Linked DNA regions of Mus musculus: all the other regions are linked to region 1. A link is a contact called in public Hi-C and promoter capture Hi-C data. All regions are on one chromosome and are shown on one strand. The core of a region is the stretch at or near the end of the contact, and the rest is flanking DNA. Distances in the headings are between cores, read along the strand shown.

Region 1 (3,168 bases), core at 602-3,101:
AATCTTATTGGAAACGGATCTCTGGGCATGACTGAGAGGGAAATCCTAGAGCCAGCCTATTCTAGTTCCGTTATGTTGCTGTGAAAAACAACATACCAAAGCAACTGGGTGGAGGGAAGGGCTCACACGGCTGACGTGCCACGTCACAGGTTTTCACTGTGGGAGGTTGGAACCTGAAGCAGAAATCTTGGGGACATGGTGCTTGCTGATTCAGCCTAAGGGAGGTTCTGCCCACAGTTGACTGCACTTTCCTGCATCAATCAGTAGTCAAGACAAAACTCCCTTATAGACATGCCAGAAGGCAGATGTGACCAGGCAATTCCTCAACAGAGCCTTCTCTTGTATGGTTCAAGCTGTGCCATGATGGCAGTTGGAGCTAACTAGGGCACACTCCTCCACCGTGGGCTGGAGCCCCAGGCTGAGTAAGAAGAAAGTAAGCTGAGTGCCAGCATCGAGAGAGTTTCACCAGGACATGAAAGCCAAATCAAGGGTACTTTCTGATAGCAATTTGCATAATTGAGTGCATCTAATACTAAAATTTCCTCTCCCGGTTACTGTGTGATGCAGAGTGACTCTCCTGTACCCTCCTGTCACTGAACCGTCTTCCTTCCAGTGGTCTGCATCCCTCCAGATGTGGGCCTAAGTAATCCTTTCTTCCTATGAACTGCTTTGGTCAGATATTTTGTCACACACTCAAGGAACTTCACTAGTACAGGAACATTTCATCTACTTTCCTCTGCTAATTGAAAACAGTAGTGAAGATTCCAAATTAATGCAGATAATTTAACATCTACAATGTGACAGCCACATATAGCTGAACAATGGAATAATATTAATAATTGTAATGATCACAATAATAATAATAATGGTATAATGACCACCGAATTAGAACACCTGAATTCAGATGACACTATTGTGATGAGCTTTGAAGTATTAAATTATGGTTTATTATGCATCTAAATGTATTATATACATGATGATACCATGATCAAACTAGGAATTCATAAATACATGCCCATTCATAATTTATATACCTGTATACTTCACTCATATATTTGGGCATTTGAGCCTTTAAAGGGAAAGGAAATTTTATTATTAGATGCACTCAATTATGCAAATTGCTATCAGAAAGTACTCTTGGTTTGGCTTTCATGTCCTGGTGAAACTTGTTAATCTTCCATAATCATAACCAGAATATGGAAACCCACCCAAATATCTAGTTTAAAAGATGCATATTATTATATGTTTATATTCCCATAGCGAAACATTATGCAAATAAATGAAAAAGTATGCAAATGAATGAATGAATGGAGTCTGGCTTAGAAACAACTAAATTCACTATTCTGTACCCAGTGGGGCAAAGCTTCATTTCCTTTGAAGTGAGTCTAGCTTTCTTTTCTCCTGCCCACTAGGTCTTGTTACTCATGTGGCAGGGGAATAATTTAGTTCATCAACAACATCAAATAATGTGCTAGATAACCATGCCACCTCCATCTATGAGCGCATACCTTGCGGAATGGCCATGATTTCAATTACGTCATAGAGAAAGTTGCGCAAATTTATCCTGAACTTAATTAAGAGACTTTATTCTAAGGAAGGATTTCTGATTAAGCTGTTGTAGCTGGGTTGTTTGTCTGTTTCCCTACAGGACAGATTTAGAATTTTTATGCATAAATTTAGTACCTCTGCCTTGGAAGTTTCATGGTACTTGCATAAAACTGCTAAGTTTTTTTTTTTTTTTGACATTTTGTAACATAATGGATCCATGCCAGAGGCTCTTGATTCTGTTTCAATAGTGATCCCGCAAAAGTCAAACGTACAAAGTCCTATGCGCTTTTATTTGTGTCTTCAAAGTTCAGAGGAGAATCCAGAACAACCTCTAAATAATACTTAGACTTCTGCAATAGAAGACCTAGGAAGCATGTTAACGTTCATAGATTGTAAAAAAAAAATTATCAGGATTTGTATTTTGCTAAATGCTATTACAATACTAACATGCCTACCTGTTGCGAAATAAGTTCTGGAAACTTGTGAACTGTAAGTCTCTGTCAGCGAGGATGGCCATAGAAACTATGATGATGTTAGTCACCTTGAGTTCTAACCAAGACCAAACACCTTGGTGTGACAGAATTGTGCCCATGGGTTTGAAGAAACACACAGGAAGTTGTGCTTCCTATACAGAAAACATCAGGAAGCTTGTGTGGCCAGAAGACCGCAGCCTCTGATCTTTAAGGAGAGACACAACAGGTCAACTAGCCAGAAAAGATCATGTCTCAGCTATCACCTGTGATCTTCTTTGTTTGCCTTGTGTGATGTTTCCCCAGAGTTTCCAGTTCGGATCATTCATTCATTCATTCATTCATTCATTCATTCATTCATTCATTCATTCATTTATTTGCCGATCGGTGGACAGTGGTGTGCCTTGCAAATGGCCCATGATCACTAACATCTCCGCGAGGCTTCCACTGAGTATCAGTGCTTTGTTCTGAGGCACCTGTGTTTTTCTGCTGCATGCTTTCAAGTCTTATATAACAAGGTGCTATTCTTCTCAAAGAAACCCAAAACCAGCAAAGTGCAGACAGGAGAGCTCAGGGGTGTGTGTTTCAAAGCCACGCGGTAGCACTTGAGTGGCCAAGAATGCCCAGGCTACCTTCTCTGCTGCACTGGCCCTGTGGTTCCCTGACAGTGCCTTACTAAATGTGGCTGGGAGCGCAGACCCATCAGAATGGACTATGCCACCTTTTCTCCATTAACCAGATGATTTTATTTTATGGCTTAATGCCCGTGTCCTAAGGAAGCTATCTTAAATTGTTTCACTTTGAAAAACCTTTGAAAATCATCACTATATTCCTTACCATCTGAAGAATTGCTATACAGGGCCTGTGAATTAGAGAATTAATTTTTCCCTTTCAGAGTCAGAGACAGAACCCGAGGCTTTATTCATGTTCGGCAAGTGCTTTAGGGTCATATCTCCATGCTCACACTACTAATTTTTAATAAATTTTGTTACTGGTTCAGAAATTAAGACTATTAATTCTTGAGACTCACTAAGTATCTTCTTGGTTTAAGAACACGTTAGGGACAAATTGAGGAGTGAGGCCTGCCCTCCAGAAGGAAAGTCCATTTAGTGGTGCTTGGAGCTTCACTGACTTCTGAAGAGGCCGAAAA
Region 2 (3,120 bases), core at 325-2,824, 110 kb after region 1:
CAGATCTTTCTGCTATATGCACACGTAAAATCACATTTACCAGATGGTCAATAATTAGTAGGGCGTTACAGCAGAAACCCTTTATGTATTGATTAACTAGCCGATAGTTTGGACAAAGTTCAATGAGATCATTAGATGACTGAGATGCTCTTTGTAAAAGTGTGCCCTTGTTTTCCCACTGGCTTTCCGAAGATAAGAGTTAAGAATTTTTGTGCACCTTTCTGTGTAATCTTGCCTTCAGGATTTGTGCTGTCTTCCTTGGTGTAAATGAAGAGCTCTTTAAGTCCTTGCAGTACTAACCGCTCTCAAGGAAATTCAGAAAGCTCTGCTCCACTGCACTCAGTGTTCTGGTGTGGCCCCAGAGAGGAACTGAACAATGTTTTCAACTGAAATGAAAAGGTCGACCAAACACTCTTTTCAGATGTTCTACCAATCATGCCTTTAAAGAAACCATCTTCAGGACTGACTGACTTCAGCTTGGGTCAGCACATTGCTTCTTAATTCCTTTTAGTTTTTGGAAGGGATATAAAATAGAACTGTCTACTGAATCTTGAAAGTCAGAATCAGAGTGGGTCCTGGTGAGAAAAATCTTAGCCCTTGGGGGCTGAGGCAGGAATGGTCATAAGTTTGTGTACAGACTAGTGTGTACCACGCGTTCCAGACAGGGCTAAGTAACAAAATCCTCTCTAAAACGACAAATAAAACCAAACCAAAGAGGCACCCAGCTAAAACTCAGAAAATTAAGTGGTTCATACTGAAGAAGGAGGAGGAAGAAGACGAAGAGGAGGAAAATGAAGAAATAAAAAAGAGAATAATCGTGTAAAAGAAAGGAAGGAATAGAAAGAAAGGAAGAAAGAAAGAGAGAGAGAGAGGGAAGGAGGACAGGAGGGAGGAGGACAGAAGGGAGGGAGGGAGGGAGGGAGGGAAGAAAAGAAAAGAAAGGAAAAGAAAAGAAAAGAAAAGAAAAGAAAAGAAAAGGAAAGAAAAGAAAAGAAAAGAGAAAGACTGATTGATTCTCAGAGCAATGTGGGGCACAGGTGTAAACTGGTAAAGTTCCCGAGTGAAATGTTGCAGATGGGAACTTATCAACCTTAGAGCTCTCAGAGCTGGAGCTTGGCCATTACTGTGGGGCTCTGTGATGTGCAATAGCTTTGATGTTGCCCTAACGACCCTGCCCCCTTGCAACACTTTCCTAAGTCACTGTGAAACAAGTTAGTTGCCTAACAGACTCATAATTTCGCAGGTTTCACTTTGCACCCTGAAGGTATTCACAGCAATAGAGCCCCTCCCCCGAGATTTACATTTCCTTAAAACATTTTCTTTTTAGGTTTTCCAAATTCAACACTAAGGTCTTTTTGTTTCCAGCGACATAAAAGTTAGCAACCCCTTCCTTGCTTCCCTTCTTCCGGAGCCGGAACAGAACTGCCAAGATCCTTAGCAGAGAAAGACCCTCACCAGCCACAGCAGTTTCGGGGCGATTCAGGGGTGGGATTTGGCAAGCTCCGAAGGCGGGGCTTGGCACGGTCAGGAGGCGGGGTGATTAATAGAAAAATAGCCTGAAAAAGGGCGGTGCCAGCGCGGGTCCTGTTGGTGAAAAGTCCCAGAAGTGCACAGGCTCGGCAGGACAACTTGCAGCCCTTCTCCCTGGATTCAGGTGGGTGCTGCGCACGGCCACGGTGCTGCTCCCAGGCTAGGAGTGGGTGGGTGCAAGGGGCCGGTGGGTGGCAGGTGTAAGGCTAGAGAGTGGCTGTGCCTGTTTGAAAAGCCTTTGTTCCCTTTAGTTGTTTAAATGACCACCCCCCGCCCCCATTTTTGTGGCCCGCTCTAAATGAGAATTGTGCTTTTCTGTTCCTGCATTAAGTTTTCCTTTCTCAAACTCCAAGAAGAAACTTGGGAGCACGAGTCTTTTCATGTTTAAGAGATGGTTTTCTTATTTCTTATTTTCAAGCCCAAGTAGCATTCCCTTTGAAAGGGTCTCTTGATCTTGAGGGGAGGGGAAAAAAAATACATGCAAGTTGTAACAAGATGAGAAGTCACTGCGGTTTCAGCAACTTCTGTCCTTTCCCAGGGAGTAAAACCCTACAGTGTCCCGGGTGACTTGGACATGCAGGCCTTTCAACTTGTTGAAAAGTTGTTTGCTTTTCTAGATTCTCCTGTGGTAGGCAAGAGAAATCTCTACAAGTCTTTACACTGGTACTTTTGATATCATATGACTTACAGACTTAGCAGAGCAGCAGAGCGTGCTCTGTTGTGACTGTAGCCTGATGACCAAAGACCTGAGGGCGCAGCCCTTGGGCAGCTACTCCCCAGAGCCGCCCTCCCCTGTGGCCACTGTAGTCTGGCCCCACTGAGGCTGTAGGGAAGGTGCCTGGGACTCTGATCATGTGTGTATTTCTGTTCTTCCTCTGTTGCAGCCCTCTTTTCTGTCCTCACAACAAATGTGTTTGCTGCTTTCGATCCATTGAAAATTGAAGAGTCATGGCCTTGTGGCTGTGTGCCCAGATTTTCCAAGTTTCACAATACTGATGCAGATAGGGCAAACAGTTTTGAGAAGAAAAGAACTTTGCTTTTTCTTGGCTGAGGGCCCATGAGGAGAAAGAGGAGTATTTCTCAACTGCAGATAGCACTGGGGCAAAATATGACAACAGGAGTTACAGGAGAAGCTTCCAGGAAATGAGAAAACAGCACCCCACAATTCCTAGAATGGAATTGTGAGTCCAGGAACTATACAGGTCGGCGATGACAGGGCTCCAGAGACAGGCAGGTGGGGTCTCCAGTCTCCATTGTACCACCTGGCCTTATTTATACCCTACTCAAGCTTCTTTCCTTCAAAGTAGAAGAAAATGGTTTCTGTGTCGGAGTCTTTCATCCCAAGCTGTTTTCAGTCAACTGGTGGGCATCCCTTTGCTCTCTCCTGACAGGCATCCTGGGTAGGTGAAGAGACCCTTGTGTGATGGTGATTGTCCCGGGAGAGGGAGGGCCTAGGGCTTAGAGGGTGGACTAGCAGGCCAGGCACTGAGCTACAAACACTTTGGAAAACAGAACCCCACTGTTTTAGGATCTTGAGAGAAAGGTTTAGCCATCAGAACCTGAGACTTGACACTTGGCCACTTTTGTTAT
Region 3 (3,076 bases), core at 521-3,020, 120 kb after region 1:
TCCTCTCCAAGCTGACTAATTCAATCTGGCTTCCCTCAGCTTCTCAATAAATTGATTTGCTTGGCCTCAAACTAACTCTGGCAATTTGTTCTAAACTGGCTCCTTCTTATTCTCTGCCTTTAACTGCCTTTGATGGCCTGCCCTGACCTACGTGAACTCAGGAATGAACTCAACTTTACTGTTCTCATTTCTATGACTCCCAACTCACTGACTCTCTCCCTATACAGCTCTTAAATAGTTAGGTGTATTCTATCTATGACTTATTCTGTCAAATCTTTCTCTGCTTCATCACTTTGTCTGCCCCTCAATTCAATGCCACTTTCAAACATGGCTGCTTCCTTCTACAAAATTTTACTTCAAAAGTATATATACTAAGGGTGTGTGTTTGTGTATGTGTGTGTTTTCCAGCCAAAGGGATGAAAGATGTGTGTTGTTTCTGCATTCCAGCCTGATCACACAGACTTAGGTCTTTGGATGCAATCCCTTGCCAGAGCAGCCAGGTTGCTGGATTAAAATTCTTCTACAGCTGTTAAGTGTTGAGAGATTTGTTTGTGAAACTGCTTTTATCAGGAAGGAGGATGTATGGGGTATGTGTGGATTTTTACTGATCTTGCCTTTCCTGCCTCAAGGAATTCCTGCCCAGCCAAATGACATTATTTTGTTTACATTTGTTGTTGATGACTCTAACCTGTGGTGAGAACCGAAGGGACCACGCAGTTTACATTAAAATTTAATATATACCTAGGAAGGATGCTATATTGCCAATCAAGAGTTCCCCTGAAAAGTTCATGTGTAAAAGCATCTAAACACCAGGAAGCAGGTACTGGTGAGGTGCTAGAACCTTTGGGAAGAGGGCGCTAGTGGAGGAATGTAAGTTTTTGTGGGTATCCCTTGAAGAGAATATTTGGACCCTAACCCCTGTCTCCCTTCTTTCCTGATACTGTGATGTGCACAGAGGAGACTTCCTAGGTCTTGATGACCAGAAAACCAGTATCTTATCTGTGTTTGGTTGTCTAGTCATCTGGCAAAGTATAATTGAACAACTTCTGGGCCCTGTCATTAGAGAAACCTCTAAAACTCCAAAGAACTACTAAGAACTACAGCCATGATCAAACATTCTCCTGATTCTATATCTAGAAGTTTCTCTAGGCAGCAAGCAGAAGAGGAGTTTCTGGCCCCCTCTTGCACCCAGGGGACCAGTCCTAGGGGGTCTTGTTTTGCTTCTGTGAGCAATTCATCCAAGGGCTCTACTTTATAATTAATAATTTAATAAGTGTTTTTGGGGGATGTTGCATAGCTGTATCACACTGACTTTTAGCCCCTTGCCTTGGGAGTCTCCAACAATCCATTTAGAAAGAGCAACACAAAAAAATCCTCTGATCATCTCCCCCCTGCCTGCCTGAAATGTCAGCCCTGTGGGACATTGATAGGTGTTCCTGCTATGAGGAAAAGCATTACTGCTGCCCGTGTGCCTTTCAGGGTCCTTGATTCACTGTAAATCCCATGTAAACTGTTGGATTTGACAAGGAGGAGTTGTTGAAGGCAGACTACTGGGAAGGGTCGATGTTGGGTTGAAGTTGGCACCAATCTCTCATCTGTGGCAGCTCAAGTGGAAGACGGTGGATGAGCTATAGGACCCGTGAGCCTCCTCAGTCAGCAAATGCAGGCCCCGAGTCACATTTAATTCAGAAAACCCTGACAGCCCTGCATAAAGTGTGAGCTGTAAAAATGGAGAGATTGAGACTGTGTGTGTGTGAGCGAGTGAGCCATTATTCCAGTTCACTGGACTTTAGGAAAATACAAAACAGGACAATACAGACTCTGGAACATCACCAAGAGACTGACAATAGTGACTTTGGGAAAATATTCCTGGCATATTTATTCCAAGGCCACATGATTTTAATGATTAAAAGTTAAGAGGAAAATTAACGCAGAGTATGAAGATGCCTAAAATTCTACATCATTAAGCTTAAACTGTACACATCTCCATCTGTATATGAACAAGATAAACCACCTGCAGTTAAGAAAACTGTTGGGCTGGCGAGATGGCTCAGCAGGTTTAGGCACCTTCCAGTACGGCTGATGGCCTGAGCCCACTCCCTGGAACTCATGTAATAAGAGGAGAAAACAGACTCCAGGTTTTCCTGTGACTGCCACACATGCACACAAGTGTCAAACATGGACATACACACATACACACACAACAAATATTAAAAACTCTAAATAAGAAAAGTATTAAGACCAGGAAGTGGTAGCACACATCTTTAATCCCAGCACTTGGGAGATTGAAATAGGTCGATCTCTGTGAGTTTGGGGCTAATCTGATTTACAGAGTGAGTTCTAGGACAGGAACTATATAGAGAAATTCTGTCTTGAAAAATCAAACATCCACTCCCACCAAACATTAATTATTGAAATAGTTTGGAATGTGAATAGAATTGTGCCTTTATGTCAGTCATGGTCCTGAGACTTTATTGAGCCTAAGATATTGTCAAGGTGTTTGACTGCTTTTTGAGCCCTATCTCTAACTCTAAACGTATTGGCACATGACCTGCTGTGTTAGTGGTAGATTGGTACACAGCAGTGGCTTTCACCAAGGCCTCTGTAGGGTTGAGGGGCCTTGGATGAATCAGCTCCTGTGTCATTTATAAGTTACTTGTCAGGAACTTTTGGATGTCAGGGCACATCCACATTTTGGGAATCAGTTAAAGCCAAAATGAGCTGATCCAGAAAGATCTCAAGAAAAAGTCCTGGAGCCAATTCAGTGCTACATTGTATTTCATCCTCCATGACAGAGCTTGGTAAACTCTGGCTTCTGGGCTAAATCTAGCTATTGATGGCATTTGGAAACAGAGTGTTCTTGGAGCACAGCTATGTTTACTTGTTTTAGTATTTTCTCAAACTACTTTTTTGCCATAGTGGCAGAATGAAGTAAACTTCTGTAACAGAAAACTCCACAGGACACAAAACAGGCATATTTATTATCTGATCATTCATAGAACAAGTTTACCCAGTTGTCTGGCCTAGACATCATCATGTCCATGACAAAGAAACAAGGGAGGAAACAGAATCCTAT

Evidence for each region. Promoter capture Hi-C pulls out the DNA fragments that hold promoters and counts their contacts. A called contact is a pair of places that touch in the nucleus more often than the background predicts.
Region 2: a promoter capture Hi-C map of liver shows a contact between it and region 1. The contact joins the promoter of Mgst1 here to the enhancer-like site in region 1. A contact is called at or near these places in 4 of 39 promoter capture datasets (the 3T3-L1 cell line, 3T3-L1-derived adipocytes, embryonic stem cells and 1 more), 8 of 484 Hi-C or Micro-C datasets (ECoMG-derived neutrophils, adipose-derived mesenchymal stem cells, embryonic fibroblasts and 3 more), 3 of 115 datasets of contacts at active chromatin or transcription factors (bone marrow-derived macrophages, hepatocytes and stem cell-derived neural progenitor cells) and 4 of 9 other capture datasets (adipose tissue, embryonic stem cells, liver and 1 more).
Region 3: a contact with region 1 is called in a Hi-C map of liver, with 1.7 times the contacts expected there. The contact joins two enhancer-like sites. A contact is called at or near these places in 2 of 39 promoter capture datasets (3T3-L1-derived adipocytes and embryonic stem cells), 2 of 15 datasets of contacts at CTCF or cohesin (embryonic stem cells and large pre-B cells), 30 of 484 Hi-C or Micro-C datasets (the 3T3-L1 cell line, the AML12 cell line, ECoMG-derived neutrophils and 11 more), 5 of 115 datasets of contacts at active chromatin or transcription factors (bone marrow-derived macrophages, embryonic stem cells, expanded potential stem cells and 2 more) and 3 of 9 other capture datasets (adipose tissue, embryonic stem cells and liver).

Annotation. Positions count from the first base shown.
Region 1 is chr6:138,033,505-138,036,672 of GRCm38.p6, forward strand. All of the region lies in intron 5 of Slc15a5 (solute carrier family 15, member 5), which reads right to left. Among named protein-coding and RNA genes, the nearest start is that of Slc15a5, 45 kb to the right of the region's middle. Within about 2 kb of position 1,852, at least 2 of the 459 cell types and tissues checked have an H3K27ac peak or open chromatin away from gene starts, as enhancers often do. A contact at or near this core is called in liver, where this site is marked.
Region 2 is chr6:138,138,953-138,142,072 of GRCm38.p6, forward strand. It overlaps Mgst1 (microsomal glutathione S-transferase 1), which reads left to right and starts at 1,575. Exons shown (of 4, transcript NM_019946.5): 1 at 1,575-1,654.
Region 3 is chr6:138,157,536-138,160,611 of GRCm38.p6, forward strand. No RefSeq gene overlaps it. Among named protein-coding and RNA genes, the nearest start is that of Gm30213, 7.5 kb to the right of the region's middle. Within about 2 kb of position 1,771, at least 5 of the 459 cell types and tissues checked have an H3K27ac peak or open chromatin away from gene starts, as enhancers often do. A contact at or near this core is called in liver, where this site is marked.